Linked DNA regions of Mus musculus: regions 2, 3, 4, 5 and 6 are each linked to region 1. Evidence: chromatin contacts called from public Hi-C and promoter capture Hi-C data. All regions are on one chromosome and are shown on one strand. The core of a region is the stretch at or near the end of the contact, and the rest is flanking DNA. Distances in the headings are between cores, read along the strand shown. Region 1 has its middle 23 kb from the start of Gm40359. Region 2 overlaps Podxl (podocalyxin-like). Region 3 overlaps Cpa4 (carboxypeptidase A4). Region 4 overlaps Mkln1 (muskelin 1, intracellular mediator containing kelch motifs). Region 5 overlaps Cep41 (centrosomal protein 41). Region 6 holds the start of Mest (mesoderm specific transcript).

Region 1 (2,593 bases), core at 33-2,532:
ATGTAGAAGGTAATTTTCCTCAATATAATAAAGTTTAGCCCAAGAGTCACTAAAGAATTACGGACCTGTGCACATTTAGCGTTTTATTAAAGCATAGCATTCATATGTAAATATTATACACGTAGTAAGCTGTGGCTCATTGGATCTCCACAAAGTGAGCACCATCTCACAATTACCACACAGATCAGGAAATAAAACATTATTAGCAGCCAGTGAGGTTTCTTTCTTAATTAAAAACAGTAACTTACACAGAAGTGGATGCTCACAGTCAGCTATTGGATGGAACACAGGGCCCCCAATGGAGGAGCTAGAGAAAGTACCCAAGGAGCTGAAGGGATCTGCAACCCTATAGGTGGAACAACAATATGAACTAATCAGTACCCCGGAGCTCGTGTCTCTAGCTGCATATGTAGCAGAAGATGGCCTAGTCGGCCATCAGTGGGAAGAGAGGCCCCTTGGTCTTGCAAACTTTATATGCCCCAGTACAGGGGAACGCCAGGGCCAAGAAGTGGGAGTGGGTGGGTAGGGGAGTGGGGGAGGGGTAGGGTGTGGGGGACTTTTGGGATAGCATTGGAAATGGAAATGAAGAAAATACCTAATTAAAAAAAAATAAACCCAGTAACTTGTAGGGTAAAATCAAAAGACAGCTATAAAAAATAATAAGAAAGAAAGAAAGAAAGAAAGAAAGAAAGAAAGAAAGAAAGAAAGAAAGAAAGAAAGAAAGAAGCCACAATTCTTCTAAGTCAACAGAAGAGGGTGCTCGTGAGCCAGCATTGTGACAAATCATCTCACTTAACCCTTCCTGGTCAGCGAGCCTGGGAAGAGAAAGAAAATTTCCAAATGGATGGGAAACTATGAACACTTAAAACTGCTAGAGATAGATAGATAGATGATATATAGATATATAGATAGATAGATAGATAGATAGATAGATAGATAGATAGATAGATAGAGGCAGGCAGACAGATTGAAAATAAAACCTCCTTTCCACAAAATGAAACAGAAAGAAACACATTAACAGCCTGAATCCTTCACAGACACAAAAAGAAAGCAACTACACATTCAAATGAGCAGTACAACGCTAGACAGACAGACAGACAGACAGACAGACAACACGGGAAAATCTAAACAAGAGTGTGTCTCAGAGATGGAAAAGCTGGTTTGAACCAGACTTCCTGCCAAGTGGCAGCCATGGTTCCATTCAAAACAGTTGGACCGGGGCGGTGGGAGAGGCTTGGCAGGGAGGCGAACAGCACTGCGTAAGTTTCCCCCGCTTAGATGGCTGTTGGCCTGAGGGCAAGCCACAATCCATGCCTTCAACTGACTAAGCCGTGCCACAGGCTCACTACGTCGCACTGAAGAGATGCCGTGCCATGCTGTCTGAGGCAAGCATCACAGGTACAAAGGGGAGGCTTTTAGAGGTCCTGTCACGTGCGGAGGTAGCCCCCAGTGTCTCCCAGTGTGACCTGACGTGGGGATACGGTCATGGGGATTACTAGTCCTGATAAAGCCTTGCTGGAGTAGGTGGTCCCTCATCCACAGTGACCGTGTCTTGAGGGGAAACGTGGGTGCCAGCAAATGCGGGGCGAACAGCGTGAGGGTGGAGAGCAGCAGGAGAATACATTTTCAAAGTCTGGTAAATACCAGAAGGCCGCTTTAAAGGGTCAAGAGGACAGACTACATATTAAAGCAAAGCGCGGGGGAAACGGAACAATAAAATATTTCGTAAAGCAAATGTCAGCCATTTCTGTGCAAGTAAGAAGACACTCACCAGGGTGGAGAGCTAGCCCCTCCCCCTCCCAGTCCCCACAGGCTGACCAGCTCAGCTACCACCAAAGCCCAGATCCAGGGCTCTGAGTTGGTGCACCCCAACATTTGCTTCATCAATGAACTGCTGAAGTGAGTGAAGGGGCTGGTCCTGCAGATCCAAGGCTGCAGTATCTCCGTGACCCAGGACAACCACAGGGTATCTGAGAGGAGGCTGTCCCAGTGAGGATCCAGTATTGATGGTGTAGGGGAAGCCAGAGGCCTGGGACCGCAGCAATGACTCTGCAATGAACATTTGTGAGCCAAGAAATGTGGACAAACATTGTGACATACTACAGCTTCCACAATGAGATTTTTATAAAATCTGTTAGGGGGAAAGTTACAAGTGTGTAGGGCGGGTACAAGAGGAAGGAGAGATGAGTGGGATTGGGGTGCCTGATGTGGCATTCACAAAGAACCAATAATAATAATAATAATAATAATAATAATAAAAGACACTCATGTCTCAAAGAAAAGTACAGGTTCACTGCAGAACAAATGTCAGCTGGAGATGTATTCAGGAGACAGAGGCAGAGTGATTGCAAACGGCTAAAATGGAGGAGATAGGAAAGTATAACAGGCTTGCAAAGCCACACGAAAGCAAGATATGGAGAATAAGATCAGAAAGCATTGGGAAACATGTTTCAAATGAAAAGCACATTTTTCATTTTGAGACAGGATCTCTCTGAATAGCCCAAGCTGTCCTGGAACTTGCTCTGTAAACCAAGCTGGTCTTAAACTCTCAGAGATCTACCTGAGTGCTGGCATTAAAGGTATTTGCCACCAC
Region 2 (2,593 bases), core at 61-2,560, 480 kb before region 1:
GCAGGTGAGCATGGGGCACTGAGCAGTCTGCCCGGCAGAAAAGGACCCAGACTCATCTAGGACACTCACTTCTATCTTCCCTGATAGAGTGAGCCAGCCCACTCTATCAGTGTTTGAGTTCTATTGGTCTTTGCCTATTTTTTGGACAATACACTGGTGAAACTTTGGAGAGTAAGTTGAAGTTGACAAGATCTATGCATATTTTTGACAATGTAAATACAAGAGCCACATGTTTATTTACCTTGTACTACTTTCAGAGAGTAAACTTGGGGTAAAGATTTGATAGCTATGAGAGATAGCTAAGCCTCCCTCCCCACTTCTGAACAAGAATGTAAATGTCTATTTAGTAGAGATGACTTTTTTAAAAATGAAGAAAGTAACAAGACAGGCTGGTAACAAACGTATTTGCCTTGGAGATAGTGGATTTACACCTCCCCTGCCAAGTCGCAGTCCTACTGCAGTTCAGGCTGGAGTTGAGAATGGTCTGTGATGGTCACGGGGAAAGGTTTGGAGATACAGTCTAGTCTCCCTACAGGAAATCACATCTGAAGACACAAAGAGTCTCCCCAGGGACAGGGACAAGAGGAAAACACGCATCCCACACTGCCCACCCTGTGCTGCGTGTTTCTCAAGAACAGGGAATTAAGGACTGCAACTTCTAGGTACAAGGTTATAGGAGACCGCCAGCCTTCCTCACGATGACCCTGGAGGGGCTGGGAGAACACAAGGGACAATAGCAGCCATATTTGGGGCTCTGGAATCATGTGGTCCGAGGTGTAAATAAGCATTCTAGGGGCTTGGGTTTTTGTTTTTGTTTTCCTGTCAGGAATTAATTTTGAAAACTCCTTGAGGAATGTCCAGCAGAATGAGGCTCAAAGGGACTGCATAGATGAAGGCAGAGGGGGAGAAGCCCTGTGTAGAACAGCCTGTGTCACCGTCAGGTGTCTGATGCTTCCCTCGGTCTGCCGCAAACCCACCACTGGCCAGGATCACTGTTTTGTGGGGGCCTTTCTGTTTGTGAATGTCAACCAGCTTGCCCAGGAGATTGGGGGAGTGTATGTTGTAGTGGACAGGGGTCTAAAGTACACTGGAATTTATTGAGAGATTATAGTTAACTATTGCATTTTCTTATAAAGTCTATTTTGGAAAATTGTACACTGTCAATAAAAATGCTTTTGTGTAAGCTGGTTCAGGCCCTAGTGTTTTGCTTTGGCTTAAAATTCTCCACCTGAGCAGGGACATTAGCTCCTTCTCCTGTATAATTGGGCAGCATCCCCTGCTCTCATCAGCACCTGCAGCATTCCGCCAGTAGAGGGGGAAAGAGGAGATGCTGGAAGGAGTGGAGGACCGCAGGGCCAGCGCCTGAGAGGACCATGTTCCTTGCTGTGCAATGTTTACAAATTTGTCACCATCTAACACCCTTCTTACTTCTGCCTGGAGTGTAAAGATATGTGACCATCACCAATGAAAGATACCATGCCAGTTGGGTGTGAAAACACCACCAAGAGATAAAACCAAGCGCTAGAATCCAGCTCGGGTCTGCACAGAGAGGTGGTGCTTCCCCTCTCACCCAGTGAAGGATGGAGCTGATGGGCGTGAATGTGACACATCTCTCGGCCACATTACCAACAGCTACATTTTCTCAGGGCAAGAGAACCCTACGTACCAGCTTGAAGTAGGGAAAGGGAAAGGTCTGCCCTGCAGAGCTGGCCCATCTCTGCCTCCACCTCAGCAGTCATATGACATCTTCACCTCATTTATAGGAAACTCACCGTACTACGTGATAGACTGCAGACTTCCTCTCTTTGGCTCAGGCCCTGACTCCATCTTTTCTCTCTTCAGTGCCAGATTCTTTTCTCCATACCACCATCATGCCTGAATTCTAAAAACAAACTTCATTTCTGGATTACATCCACAGTTACCAGGATGTTTTGTTTTGTTTTGTTTTTTGGTTTTTTTTTTCCCCTTAATCTTTTGTGCACTAGTAGGCAAGTGACACCCAGAGGGGTAGGCCAGAGTTAGGGCCAGGGTATTTTGAGGTTAACCTCATGAGTATGCCAAAGACACAGAAAAGATCTAAATGCCAGGAACTCCCAAAGGACCATGGCCCTGCTCAGGCACTGTTCTAACAGTGACTCACAGTTTATCACAGCCCACAAGTTAGCTCTAAGGCTCCATTCTCTTCCGGAGTAGTCGCTGACCTGGCTCCTTGCCCTAACAATCTAGAGGTCCTCTTAGTTGATTTTTTTCAACCTATAAGCTCCCTCCCAAACCACCTCTCTTCTGAACCCAAAAGGAAAAAAGAAAGATAGGACAGGCAAACACTCAGGGGCATTTCTCAAACACTTCCTTTTAATGAAACCGACAGGAGTCTCTCAGACGATCTACTGCTAATATTTACTTGTACAGTTGAGACTGGTCAACATGTCCCAGTTTGTACAGTCTGTACACCGCTAAGCCTCCTCCTCTCTTGGATTCTGCCAATCATCAAGGCTTTCCAGCATAGTGGACAGATCCTGGCTCTTGTCTTCGCTGTTACTGACTGCCCTGCTTTTCCTGGCTGAGGGCACAGGACAGTTTCTGTGGCTATCCA
Region 3 (2,593 bases), core at 43-2,542, 450 kb after region 1:
AAGGCACTTGCTACCAAGCCTCAGAACCCATATGGTGGAAGGGGAGAACTGACTCCTGAAAGTTGTGCTCTGACCTGCATGAATGGAGGAGGCGGGAGGGAAGAAGAGGGAGGGAGAGGGAGGGGAAGGGAGAGGGGGAGGGGGAGGGGGAAGGGAAAGGAGAGAGAATAAATAAATGTGGTATTTTGGGTTTTTTTTTTTTTTAAGAAGAAAGGAAGGAGGTGAGATTTGAACTGTGAACAGTGAACTCCCACAGCAGCTAAGAGATCAGTGCATTTCACAAGGAAGGAGGGCTCGGAGTAGATGGGCTATGTCCTCCTTCCCTTAAATAATTTTATCAAGACATATATGTCTTCCTTATACATGTATACATTGTGCATGCATGTCCATGTGGGTATGCAGTTTTAATTCTCAAAAAAAAATCATAGTAAATTTTGATTGACACACATGACTTCAGCCTGTGGCCATGGCACGTTTTATTTATCAGTGCCAACGGTGATGATGCTCTTCCCGTTGTTCCCAGGCCTTCGCTGGGATGAGCAGTGCCTCCATGACTGTTCTTCCTGACTCTCCCATTGGCTCTCTCAGGCTTGCTTCTGGGGTGGAAGTAACTGGATCATCAGCTTCAGGAGATGGTGACAGAATGGTTTCCACATTAGCGGTTTTACTAGCTCAGCTGTCCACTAAGGATGTACAAAAGAACCTTCCGCTCACATCTGTCCCATCGTTTCCAGTTCTGTTAACTGAATGAGCAGAGTGGCCTCCTTGCTCTGGATGTCCTCAGTCACCCATCATCCCTACAAAAATATGTTTGTCAGACATCCGCCCCTCCTCTTGCATGATATGCTTATATGATTAGATATGCTCAGACAGCTTGCCCAGTTTCCCCACAGCATTATCTGTGTTCTTACTGACCTGCAGGTCTGCATACATTCTTTGTTGTAAAGATTGTGAATGTTGTGAATCTCTTCTTATAACTCATTTTGCTGTGTTTCTTAAAGAACTAATGTCCTAGGTTTTATTCTAGTCACACGCACCATTATTGTTATCATTATTCTCCTTTGGCTCTTCATGCCCTGCTTAAGAAATCCCTGAAGAATCTGAAGGAAAATCTCAATCTGAGGGGCAGTGGCCAGAAATGGAGCTAGGTCACAGGTGGGTCACAGAGACAAGCATTGTGGCGACTACAAAGATATCTATTGCATTTGTAGCAGCCCTTACTACCCAACACAAGTGACCAGCTGGCAGGTGTGTTCTGGTTGTAGAAGTAGACATATCATTCTATTAGAGCTGGGTGCCATTAGAAATTCTAATCATAGACTCTAATTAACTTTCCTTGCTCCGACGCCTGCTCACTAAGCAACCTTCTGATTATAATTTGGCTGCCCATGTATCTTGCCTACAGGGAGAGAATGTACTGAGAATATACTGTTTAGCCGACGTGAGGATCCAATCCATTAAACAGTTACATGCCATGATGTAAATTAGTACATTCGTATTCTGATTTTATCATCGGCCTCATCTGGGCTCCAAAGTCGTGAGTCAGCATCCCTGGGTCTAATCATCATGGAAGCCCTGAATATCAAGCTTCCGGGGGAGAAACCAAGGAAGTAGAACCAGCCAGAGTGAGATCACCAAGGTAACGTTGCCCCAGAGGCCCCCTGGCCTGATGAAATAGGCTTTCGTTCATGTCATGCAAGAGGGACAGGGATTAAAATTTACTTTTGACATTATAAAGAGCTGCATATTCAAGACTGTGGCTCAGTTCTATTCAGGTAAAAGCAAAGAATAAAAGATGATAGGAGACCCATATTGAATATTTATTGGCTTATGAGGACACACCAGATGCTGCCCAAATCCTAGGCAGAAGGTTAAGATTTATAGACATGATTGAAAACAGAAAAAGAAAAAAAAAAATACCCACAAGAAAACAAAAACACAAAAACCACAACACAAACAGGGCAGACAGTATGTGCTAAGGAGAGAACAGGAAGTGTCTAGCTGTTGACGAAGTCTTGTTTCAGGTAGGTACTCAGGGTTCAGGATGCAAAATAGAAAGTAACATTAAACACAGGAGGACAGAAACCAGGAGCCTGAAACGCAGGGCACACCAGAGCCGGAGCTGGAGTGTGCTGAGGCCCTGAGATTATCCAGGCTCTAGGGATGATTTAGGACCTGTGGGGTGAGGTCAAAATCTTTGAAGTGAGTTCAAAAGGCAGAGTGGTGGTGAGGCCAAGAGGACAGATGGTGCTAATCTGTCCCTGCAATCTAGCCCCGTTTCCCCATGACCCCTGAGAGCCTTGCCTACAACATAACTAACTGACCCTCTTAGAGGATCCCAGTAACACCACATATAAAGAAAAGACGGTTTAAAAAGCAAAGGGCATCACCTGAACACTGAGCCTTGTAATGGACAAGAGCTTGACTGTGTGCTCGAGCCAACAGAAAAGAATTAAGATGAGCCAGGTATGGTGATAATACATCTTTAATGTATGCTGAAGGCAGAGCCAGGCAGATCTCTGTAAGTTCAAGGCCAGCTTGGTCTATATAGCAAGCTCCAGGACAGTCATGGCTACATAAAGAGATCCTGTCT
Region 4 (2,593 bases), core at 31-2,530, 440 kb before region 1:
TAGTAAACAATCAACAAATGCTGCTAATTTTTTTTTTCGAGACAGGGTTTCTCTGTGTAGCCCTGGCTGTCCTGGAACTCACTTTGTAGACCAGGTTGACCTCGAACTCAGAAATTCGCCTGCCTCTGCCTCCCGAGTGCTAGACCACGCCCGGCAAATGCTGTTAAATTAATGAATGGATTTGCATGCTTTGTGTGGTTAATTCCCTGTAAACCAATTAAAAATTAATACACAGCAAACATGTAATTTTAATTTTGGAAGAACTGACAAATGCAATAACTAGTGAATGAGACAACTTGCCTTTCTATTACTTTAAGTTCATAGCAATAAAACTATGATAAAGGAAAAATCATCACCAAAAGAAACCTATGTAAAATTTAAAATGTCAGAAAACAAAACTGGATACAATCACCCTTTTTAAAGATTAGGAAGTGATACATCAAAATGTTAATAGATTATCTCTGAATAGTTGGATTGTTTTGTATCATTCTGGGTTTTGTTGTTGTTATTGTTTTAGAATCTCAACCATGAGATTATTACCTTTGTAGTTACAACAAAAAAGGCACAAGAGAAGTGTCACAATGGTAGTCATAACTGATTAAAGATAACAATGTTGCAAATGACTATATAATTGTTACAAATTTAAATGTTTTCAGATTATAACCATTAAATTTATTACAATAAAAATTTTTTAAGTAGCTTTGTTTCCACTATTATTACTCTGTGAGACTTTTGTTCAGTTTTGGGAAGTGGTGCAGTGCAGTGAAATCTTTAGTCTTGGCTCTATCACCATGTAGTTGAATTATGTTCAATTATTATCAGGATCTTACCATCAATAAAAGATAATCTAGCATACAGTAAGGTCGAAATAACTACAGCTGCTGCGGCTGGCATGAAGCTTAGGCCCTGAGCACATGCATGGATACAATCAATTAATAAATCTTTAAAAGCCTACTTTGATCTAGAACCCCTGTGCCACACTGGTGCTCACTGGGCCACATCTTGGAAATCCCCCTTTGTTTTTCTATGTTGGATTTTCTTCTTTTTTTTTTTTTTTTAAAGCTTCTGTGTTTTCTCTTTTGATACTTATTGTTTTGTTAGTATATAAAGTATCTTTCTAAAAAAATAGTACATAAAAGTTCTATCAGTTTCCTATCTTGAGATAACTGCTATTTCCAACCCTTTTTGCTTCATACCCGAAACACATGCTTCCCCAGACTCTCTAGTGAACCCTGGTTTCACAGTTCTAGCCAATGAAATCTAAGCAGAATCCCACTGGGAGTTGTCAGGACAAATTTTGCAATCCCTGCCGGCCACCTTTGGAAGGAAAGGCATGTTTGAACTTGTCTCCAGATAGCTACCACTTTTACTAAAGACAGTGCAGCACAGGAGGGAACCTGGGGGCTGAATCACTGCATCAGCGCTCATGGTCTACTCTGGACTTCTTGTGCTTAGAGAGATGATTCTGCAACTGTTTAAACTGCTAAGAGGTAGGTCTAGAGCGTAAACATGGATTTACCCAGTAGATCTAAAAATAACTTCCCTTTTTTCTTCACCATTTTGGCTACAAAAGTATCTCCAGTTTAGTAACTTTTCCAAGAATTTTCTTTATCTTGTAGTATCTAATGGCACTGAGAGTTTCTATGTCCTTCTAAGTCCTGTTTCCTTGAGTGCAACTCATTTTGTTCTAGGAGAGTTTAGGAGGTCCTCTTTCTAACAGAATACAAAAATGCACCTTAATACACAATGATCTGCCTTGATGATCTGGCAAGGAGACCTTTTGGTTTTCTGAAATTTAACTTCATTTTATTTTATTTTATTTGTAGAGGGCCATTTACAATCTGAAGATCAGTGTTTTGGGTCTGCAGAAATTTTCAAATATTTATTTCCACATCTTCCATTTACTTTGTTCTTTACGGTTGGGAAAACTCTAGGGTTGCAGGTCTGTAGCCCTGGCCAATGAATCAGAGACTAGGTTGTAAGACTGTCCATTTTACTGGTAGTCACAAAGAACAGAACACAGCAAACAAACCTCTAGCCTGAACTCCAGTAAGGAGGGTATGAGTACAGATCCTGAGAGCCAAATGACTCTACATTTTCTCCTTTAGTGTTACGTTTTAAAGAAAATAACTTTTCTTCTTTGAGATTTTTATTTCAATTGTGTGTGAGTAGATAGGCTACTTGTCATACATTATGTCTGCAAGAAGTCAGAGGGTAACTTCTAGGACACAGTTCTCCTTCCATCATAAGATCCCAGGATAGAACTCAGACCACCTGGTGTGCATCACAAGGACTTTATCCACCGAGCCATCTCACCAGACCAGTCTTTTTCCTCTTCTATGTAAACAACTTTAATTAAAAGAGGGTTACTCTAACATAGTGCCCATAAATGACAACAACAACATATGTATTTGTGTGTGTGGATATAGATGTGTGTGTGTTGGGGGGGGTGTTAAGGTGTGGGGTGGTAAGTGTTTGTGGGGGTTAAGGTGGGGTGGTAAGGTGTGTGTGTGTGTGTGTGTGTGTGTGCGCGCGTGCAAATACATGTGCTTGTTGGTGCCTGTGGAGGCTAGAGGTCAACACAGGGATGTTT
Region 5 (2,593 bases), core at 39-2,538, 390 kb after region 1:
CCAGAGTGCAACATTTTCCAATGCTTTAGAAATCAAACAAACCAGGGACATTGTTCAGATGTCAGGCCGTGCCCAAATTTCCACAAGATTCAAGAATCGTGTATAAAATTCAGCCAACGTACACATAGCTTTAATGAGGAGCCTGTCGTGTTTCCCCATAAATTTATTGCCTGAGAGCTTGGTTCAGCCTTTTGCTAATGCCAACATGCACTGGCTTTTTATTTTCTTTACAGCATAGATCAAAAAATGCAAATTTTTCCACACTCAACTTTCCCCTAGCATGGACAAGATTTTCAGTCATCTTTGACACGTATACATTTGTAATGAAAATACCTTTCCTCGGTGACAGAGTTCTGGTTTGCCAGTTTAACATCAGCCAGTCAGGAGGTAGACCTCTACACCCAATTCTGTTTTGGAAGTCTCTGTCTGTTCCTGATCTGCATTCCCACCAATGGATGTTAGTGTTGGAAATGACTGTATATACGTACAGAGACTGTTTCGGCAAAGCTGTTAGAATTGCTGTGTATTTACTGGCGTGGTCTAGCAGGCTGAATGTATTTCCATGTGTTTCTCCATAGCTCTTTGCCCTGTTGGCAAGAGTCTCAAACTTCAAGAGAGCCGACCCCTTCTGCACTCAGTGTTCCTCTCCAACACTGTTGCTTCCTAACGTTCCACTTTACCAGTTTCTTCATTAGATTATTTGACATGTATTATTTAAATGATCAGTGATACTTTGTGCAATTATGAATGTTGAAGATTAAAGAACGTAGTTACTAATTTGTCGTTTGCTATTAATGTGCTGAAACCTGCCAACTTCTCCCTTCCTTTCTGTCAGAATGATTTGGGGGAGCCCCGGGAGACTAGAGTGATTTGAAAATGTACCTCTCTTTACTGCATTTCCCAGAAAGGCGTATGTTCTTTGCATCAGTGAATCTGGAAATCATTCCAGTTTAGAGCAAGAGACCATAGCTTTCTAGTCGGGAGACCCATGCTTTTCCTGGAACCCAGGCAGGACCGGATTGCTACCTTGGCTGACTATCTCATGGCTTTTGTGTCGGTTGTGTTGGGGACTAGCTTGCCCCCTTGTCTGGAGCCTTGTGCGCTCTGTGAGATACGTGATATCCTTAGGCCAGTGTCTCGTCAATAAAATGTTTATCAAGGGGTATGTGTTTAAGAAAGGGAGGCCATTTAAGGGGGTACAGGCTATTTAAGAGGTCAGGCAGGAAGGAAGCCAGGAGACAAAGGAGGGAAGATAGAAGAGAGGCAGGAAGTGGCGGGAGAGAGGAAGGAAAAAGCTACAGTGTTCATTCAAAAAGGGGGGGGGGGAACACATCCTGGGCTGTAACCTCAGGCTGGCTCTATTGAAAATCTGTGGAATGAGTAAATAGCCTAGAAGTGATTTTCTTTTTTCTTTCTCTGTGGTGGGAAGCCAGAGCCGGGCAGTCATATTGGACTTGGTGTAAGCAGGAATTAGAATAAATAATGTCCGTTAGTTGCTCAGGGAGTTTTTCCTGTGGTGCTGTTTAAATTCTACAGAACTTAAGACATTAAGCTACTCAGACACAAACAGAACAAAACCAAACCCTCCTCCTCTTGCTCCCTTGGGGAATATAAGTTGTCAGGCTCCTGGTCTGGGAGAAATATGCCAGTGATTTTTCTTGTTGGTTTTTGTTCCCGCCAGGTTGTTTATTGTCTACAGAGTCTGTCTTTTATGTTGTCTGACATGTTTGGGAACATAACGAATTTCAGTCTGCCTGCACATAAATCCATGACTACCTCTTCTTGTTCAACCCTGAAGATAATCAGTCATTAAGAATATTTAACAAACTGTTGAATGTCTTTAATGTGCATTTTTGTTTTTCATAGTTCTTTCAAGATCTAAGCCCCATAATACTTCTCTCTCCAAAACAAAATTAGGACCATGTGGATTATAATTCATCAACCAAATTATGTGAGCATGTTGAATGCTTATATCAATTCAATTATTTTTGTTAACAAGTATATTTTTCTTGTAAAACGTGATAAAACAAGGCCCAGTGTGCTTCCCGGGGTTGAGAATGCATTTGGGTAGTTAAACCTTTGCAGGCTTTTAGTAATTATTGCAATCAGGGGCTGGAAATGGCTCACTGGGTAACATGCTAACTGTGCAAACATGGGAACCTGAGTTCAGATCCCAGCACCCACATAAAAGGGGAGGTGCCGGGCGTGGTGGCACACGCCTTTAATCCCAGCACTCGGGAGGCAGAGGCAGGCGGATTTCTGAGTTCGAGGCCAGCCTGGTCTACAGAGCGAGCTCCAGGACAGCCAGGACTACACAGAGAAACCCTGTCTCAAAAAACCAAAAAAAAAAAAAAAAAAAAAGGGGGGGGGGAGGCAGAGACAGAAGGGTCCCCAGGAGCTGTGCCAGGCCAGCCTGTTTGCCAAGCCAGGGAGCTCCAGGTTTGGTGAGATAGGGTGAGTCTAGCCCTGCCTCATAACACAAGGTAGAGGACAGCTGAGAAAGACCTCTGGCCTCCATGCACACACATGAGCACACCCACGTGAACATGTATGTACACATACACCACAAACAAAAATTACTGAAATTATAATG
Region 6 (2,593 bases), core at 26-2,525, 300 kb after region 1:
CGCCTACTGCAGAGTGAACAGGGGCTTCCTGCTGGCGCAGGGAAACAGAGGTGCCACACCCACGCTCTCCGGACCATACCTCAGTGCACCTCCTCCATGCAGGAAAGGGGGGACAACCCCCCCCCCCAGCCATTCTCAGCTTTAGTTACCTTGGTAAAAATACCCCAAACATTTTAAGATTTTTAGCAGTCAAGGAAACTAGCAATCGGACCAAAAGGTTTAAACAATAATTTTTAAGTCCACTCTCTAATATTTGATGGTACCATGATTTAGAGCAAAAATTCAACACACTCGCACAACAAACTTTACGTGCCTTGATTTCTTACTGCTTTAAATGATGTAAAAACATATTTATCTAATACCACCAAACCAGCCCACCTGACTCATTCTTATTGAGAACTACGCTGTGCACCCACAAACCAAAGCAAACAATTCTTTTTACATTTTAAGAGCCTGGCCGCGTGCCGGTGTCCCCCGGGGTTTCCATTTCTGGCTCCCAAACAACACTTATAGCCGTGGCCACACTGCGCGGCACGATCTAGTCGCACCTATGCGGTAACCCTGCCATTGTGAGTCCAGAACCTGGAAATTTTAAGTCGCTCTGTGACAATCTCAGCTCCTGAATTCCTAAATCACATGCCGTGGTCTAGAAATCTTAAATCACGCCACAACAATGACCAGCTCTGAAGATCCTAGAACACACCAGGCATTACCAAGGTTCTCGAATCCTAAGTTGCTTCACCACCACCTCCTAAATCGTACCACAACGAAGACCCAGACAAAAAAAGGCTAATTCTCACATGTTAATGCAAAAATCCTCAAATTCGTAAATCTCACGCGACTAAACCCTGGTTCTAAAAATCATCAGTGAGGGCGATTCCGAGAGTTTGGGCTGGGCGGCAACCTTTGGATAAGGATTTTTGCCTCCCGCATCTCCGGGGTGCGGGCCGGCCACACCCCCTCTGGCGGCACGGGCTGGCAGCACCCACCTGCGCAAGCGATCTCGGCGCACCATGGCCGCATTATCCCATGCCGCCCGCCGCAGGATTGCGGATCACAGGGCGCGCCGAGGCGCCCGCAGCGATACAGGATCGGAGGTGGCGTCTGCGCAGCCTACGGTCCGCGCAGGGCGGCCCGCGGCAGCGGCAGCAGAGGCAGCAAGCAGCAACTCGGGCGAGCCTGCAGCACTACGCCGTTTGGCGAGGTGCGGCTGCCGCAGAGGAAAGCTGCTGCGCCTGAGAAGAAGCACCGGGATGTGCTGGTGGCCGAAGCAGAGAGGAGCAAGCAGGCACCGACTTTTAAAGCCCACTGAGCCCCGCCTCTAACCCGCCCATCCTGCCGCAGCGCCCCTCCTTCTCGCTCCCGCCGCAGAGCCCCTCCCCACCGCTGCAGAGAGGGGGGGCCTTTCCCGTGGGCGCCTCCAGGGGTATTGACCCGCTACCCCCTCTTTCCTTATAGATCTCTAATCCTGAACCCCAGATTCTAGTGAAGAAAGCCTTCCCATGTGTTAATGCCGCGGGCAAGGATGACAAACGTCTGAGAGAGTCCCTCCCCAACATATCCCTTGGACCACGCACTGGTCCCTAGACCCTGGAAGACATAAAACACCCCAAAGCTGGGGTTCTTGTTGCGGCACCCACTTCTTTTCTACCTCCTACGTGTGTTTTGAGCCCTAAGAGTGAGTACGCATCTAAAAATTCGGGTCACCAATGCGCGGCAACCCCAAGCCCTTAGCCCATGATAACAAAGAAGGAAGGGCACACTAAATGGCTAGGGAATGGACAAATTCTCTGGTATCAGTGGCTAAGTGGACACATTCATGGACAGGCTGCGATCACATAGAATGGGCCAAAGTCACCACCACGGTGGCACCGGTACACTTCCTTTGCCGCAGCACAACGTGGTCCACATGCCAGAAGCTGCTGCAGCGCCCTTCTGGAGCAGCGTTGGGGACCGTTCATTGGGGGCACAAGCCTCCTTTACGTGCAACACAATCACAGTGCAAACACCCTAGAGGTGCGGACAAAACTGTAGATTTTTTTTTAATCCCAAATCCCTTAAAAGTCATCTTTCACACCTTCGCAAAGTGCGGAGCATCGTGATGCCTGTGTGAGGTTTGGAACCGTTCCCTGAAATTCTAGCAGCCTAGGCACGGGCAAGCTAGGGATGCTGCGAACGCAGGCTGGCCCAGCGGGGGCGCTGCAGGCCTCTCTTCGGAGCCTGGTTTGCTGCAGCTTTGGCTTTGCAATGTCCAAGCCCAACCGTGCAGTCGATCAAGATTGGGCCAGAGAACTGCAATGGGTCAGTCGAACCCTTGGGGGATCTAACCTGTGGGTATCTTCCCATGTTCGGGGAGTTCGTGACCACCCAGCTGACACTGAAAATGCCAGCACCTGAGAGAGGGTCATCAGAACACGTAATGCGGTCCAGGGTATACTTCTTCGGGGACCGCAGGAAACAAATGCTTGTGTGGAGCCTCCGCAGGCGATGCACAAGATTGTGAAGTGAATGAGGGATCGAAGGGTGGCACTTTTTTACATTTTCTTTTTGATTTCAGAATATTTTCTGTCATGTCGGGCCCTTCTTTCTCAGC

Evidence for each region. A called contact is a pair of places that touch in the nucleus more often than the background predicts. Capture Hi-C pulls out chosen DNA fragments and counts their contacts.
Region 2: a Hi-C map of the N1E-115 cell line shows a contact between it and region 1, with 4 times the contacts expected there. The contact joins two enhancer-like sites. A contact is called at or near these places in 1 of 484 Hi-C or Micro-C datasets (the N1E-115 cell line) and 1 of 115 datasets of contacts at active chromatin or transcription factors (pancreatic cancer cells).
Region 3: a contact with region 1 is called in a Hi-C map of the N1E-115 cell line, with 5 times the contacts expected there. The contact joins two enhancer-like sites. A contact is called at or near these places in 4 of 39 promoter capture datasets (the 3T3-L1 cell line, the C10 cell line, hippocampal neurons and 1 more), 1 of 484 Hi-C or Micro-C datasets (the N1E-115 cell line) and 1 of 115 datasets of contacts at active chromatin or transcription factors (embryonic stem cells).
Region 4: a promoter capture Hi-C map of adipose tissue shows a contact between it and region 1. The contact joins two enhancer-like sites. A contact is called at or near these places in 1 of 115 datasets of contacts at active chromatin or transcription factors (embryonic stem cells) and 1 of 9 other capture datasets (adipose tissue).
Region 5: a Hi-C map of uterus shows a contact between it and region 1, with 2.6 times the contacts expected there. The contact joins two enhancer-like sites. A contact is called at or near these places in 9 of 39 promoter capture datasets (the 3T3-L1 cell line, 3T3-L1-derived adipocytes, the C10 cell line and 5 more) and 3 of 484 Hi-C or Micro-C datasets (bone marrow-derived macrophages, cortical neurons and uterus).
Region 6: a Hi-C map of the N1E-115 cell line shows a contact between it and region 1, with 6 times the contacts expected there. The contact joins the promoter of Mest here to the enhancer-like site in region 1. A contact is called at or near these places in 19 of 39 promoter capture datasets (the 3T3-L1 cell line, 3T3-L1-derived adipocytes, the C10 cell line and 10 more), 1 of 15 datasets of contacts at CTCF or cohesin (pro-B cells), 11 of 484 Hi-C or Micro-C datasets (the N1E-115 cell line, cerebral cortex, cortical neurons and 6 more), 23 of 115 datasets of contacts at active chromatin or transcription factors (astrocytes, bone marrow-derived macrophages, cardiomyocytes and 11 more) and 4 of 9 other capture datasets (adipose tissue, embryonic stem cells, liver and 1 more).

Annotation. Positions count from the first base shown.
Region 1 is chr6:31,036,825-31,039,417 of GRCm38.p6, reverse strand. No RefSeq gene overlaps it. Among named protein-coding and RNA genes, the nearest start is that of Gm40359, 23 kb to the right of the region's middle. Within about 2 kb of position 1,282, at least 62 of the 459 cell types and tissues checked have an H3K27ac peak or open chromatin away from gene starts, as enhancers often do. A contact at or near this core is called in the N1E-115 cell line, adipose tissue, astrocytes and 8 more, where this site is marked.
Region 2 is chr6:31,518,083-31,520,675 of GRCm38.p6, reverse strand. Podxl (podocalyxin-like) reads left to right here. Exons shown (of 8, transcript NM_013723.3): 8 at 1-1,183. Among named protein-coding and RNA genes, the nearest start is that of Podxl, 45 kb to the left of the region's middle. Within about 2 kb of position 1,310, at least 119 of the 459 cell types and tissues checked have an H3K27ac peak or open chromatin away from gene starts, as enhancers often do. A contact at or near this core is called in the N1E-115 cell line and pancreatic cancer cells, where this site is marked.
Region 3 is chr6:30,591,625-30,594,217 of GRCm38.p6, reverse strand. Cpa4 (carboxypeptidase A4) reads right to left here. Exons shown (of 11, transcript NM_027926.3): 11 at 1,801-2,593. Gm31453 (a long non-coding RNA gene) reads left to right here. Exons shown (of 3, transcript XR_868837.3): 3 at 1-83. Among named protein-coding and RNA genes, the nearest start is that of Gm31453, 18 kb to the left of the region's middle. Within about 2 kb of position 1,292, at least 21 of the 459 cell types and tissues checked have an H3K27ac peak or open chromatin away from gene starts, as enhancers often do. A contact at or near this core is called in the N1E-115 cell line, where this site is marked.
Region 4 is chr6:31,478,943-31,481,535 of GRCm38.p6, reverse strand. All of the region lies in intron 12 of Mkln1 (muskelin 1, intracellular mediator containing kelch motifs), which reads right to left. Among named protein-coding and RNA genes, the nearest start is that of Mkln1, 81 kb to the right of the region's middle. Within about 2 kb of position 1,280, at least 26 of the 459 cell types and tissues checked have an H3K27ac peak or open chromatin away from gene starts, as enhancers often do. A contact at or near this core is called in adipose tissue, where this site is marked.
Region 5 is chr6:30,651,641-30,654,233 of GRCm38.p6, reverse strand. It overlaps Cep41 (centrosomal protein 41), which reads left to right. Exons shown (of 11, transcript NM_031998.3): 11 at 1-777. Among named protein-coding and RNA genes, the nearest start is that of Cpa1, 14 kb to the right of the region's middle. Within about 2 kb of position 1,288, at least 27 of the 459 cell types and tissues checked have an H3K27ac peak or open chromatin away from gene starts, as enhancers often do. A contact at or near this core is called in uterus, where this site is marked.
Region 6 is chr6:30,736,732-30,739,324 of GRCm38.p6, reverse strand. It overlaps Mest (mesoderm specific transcript), which reads right to left and starts at 1,275. Exons shown (of 12, transcript NM_008590.2): 1 at 990-1,275. The coding sequence starts at 1,015.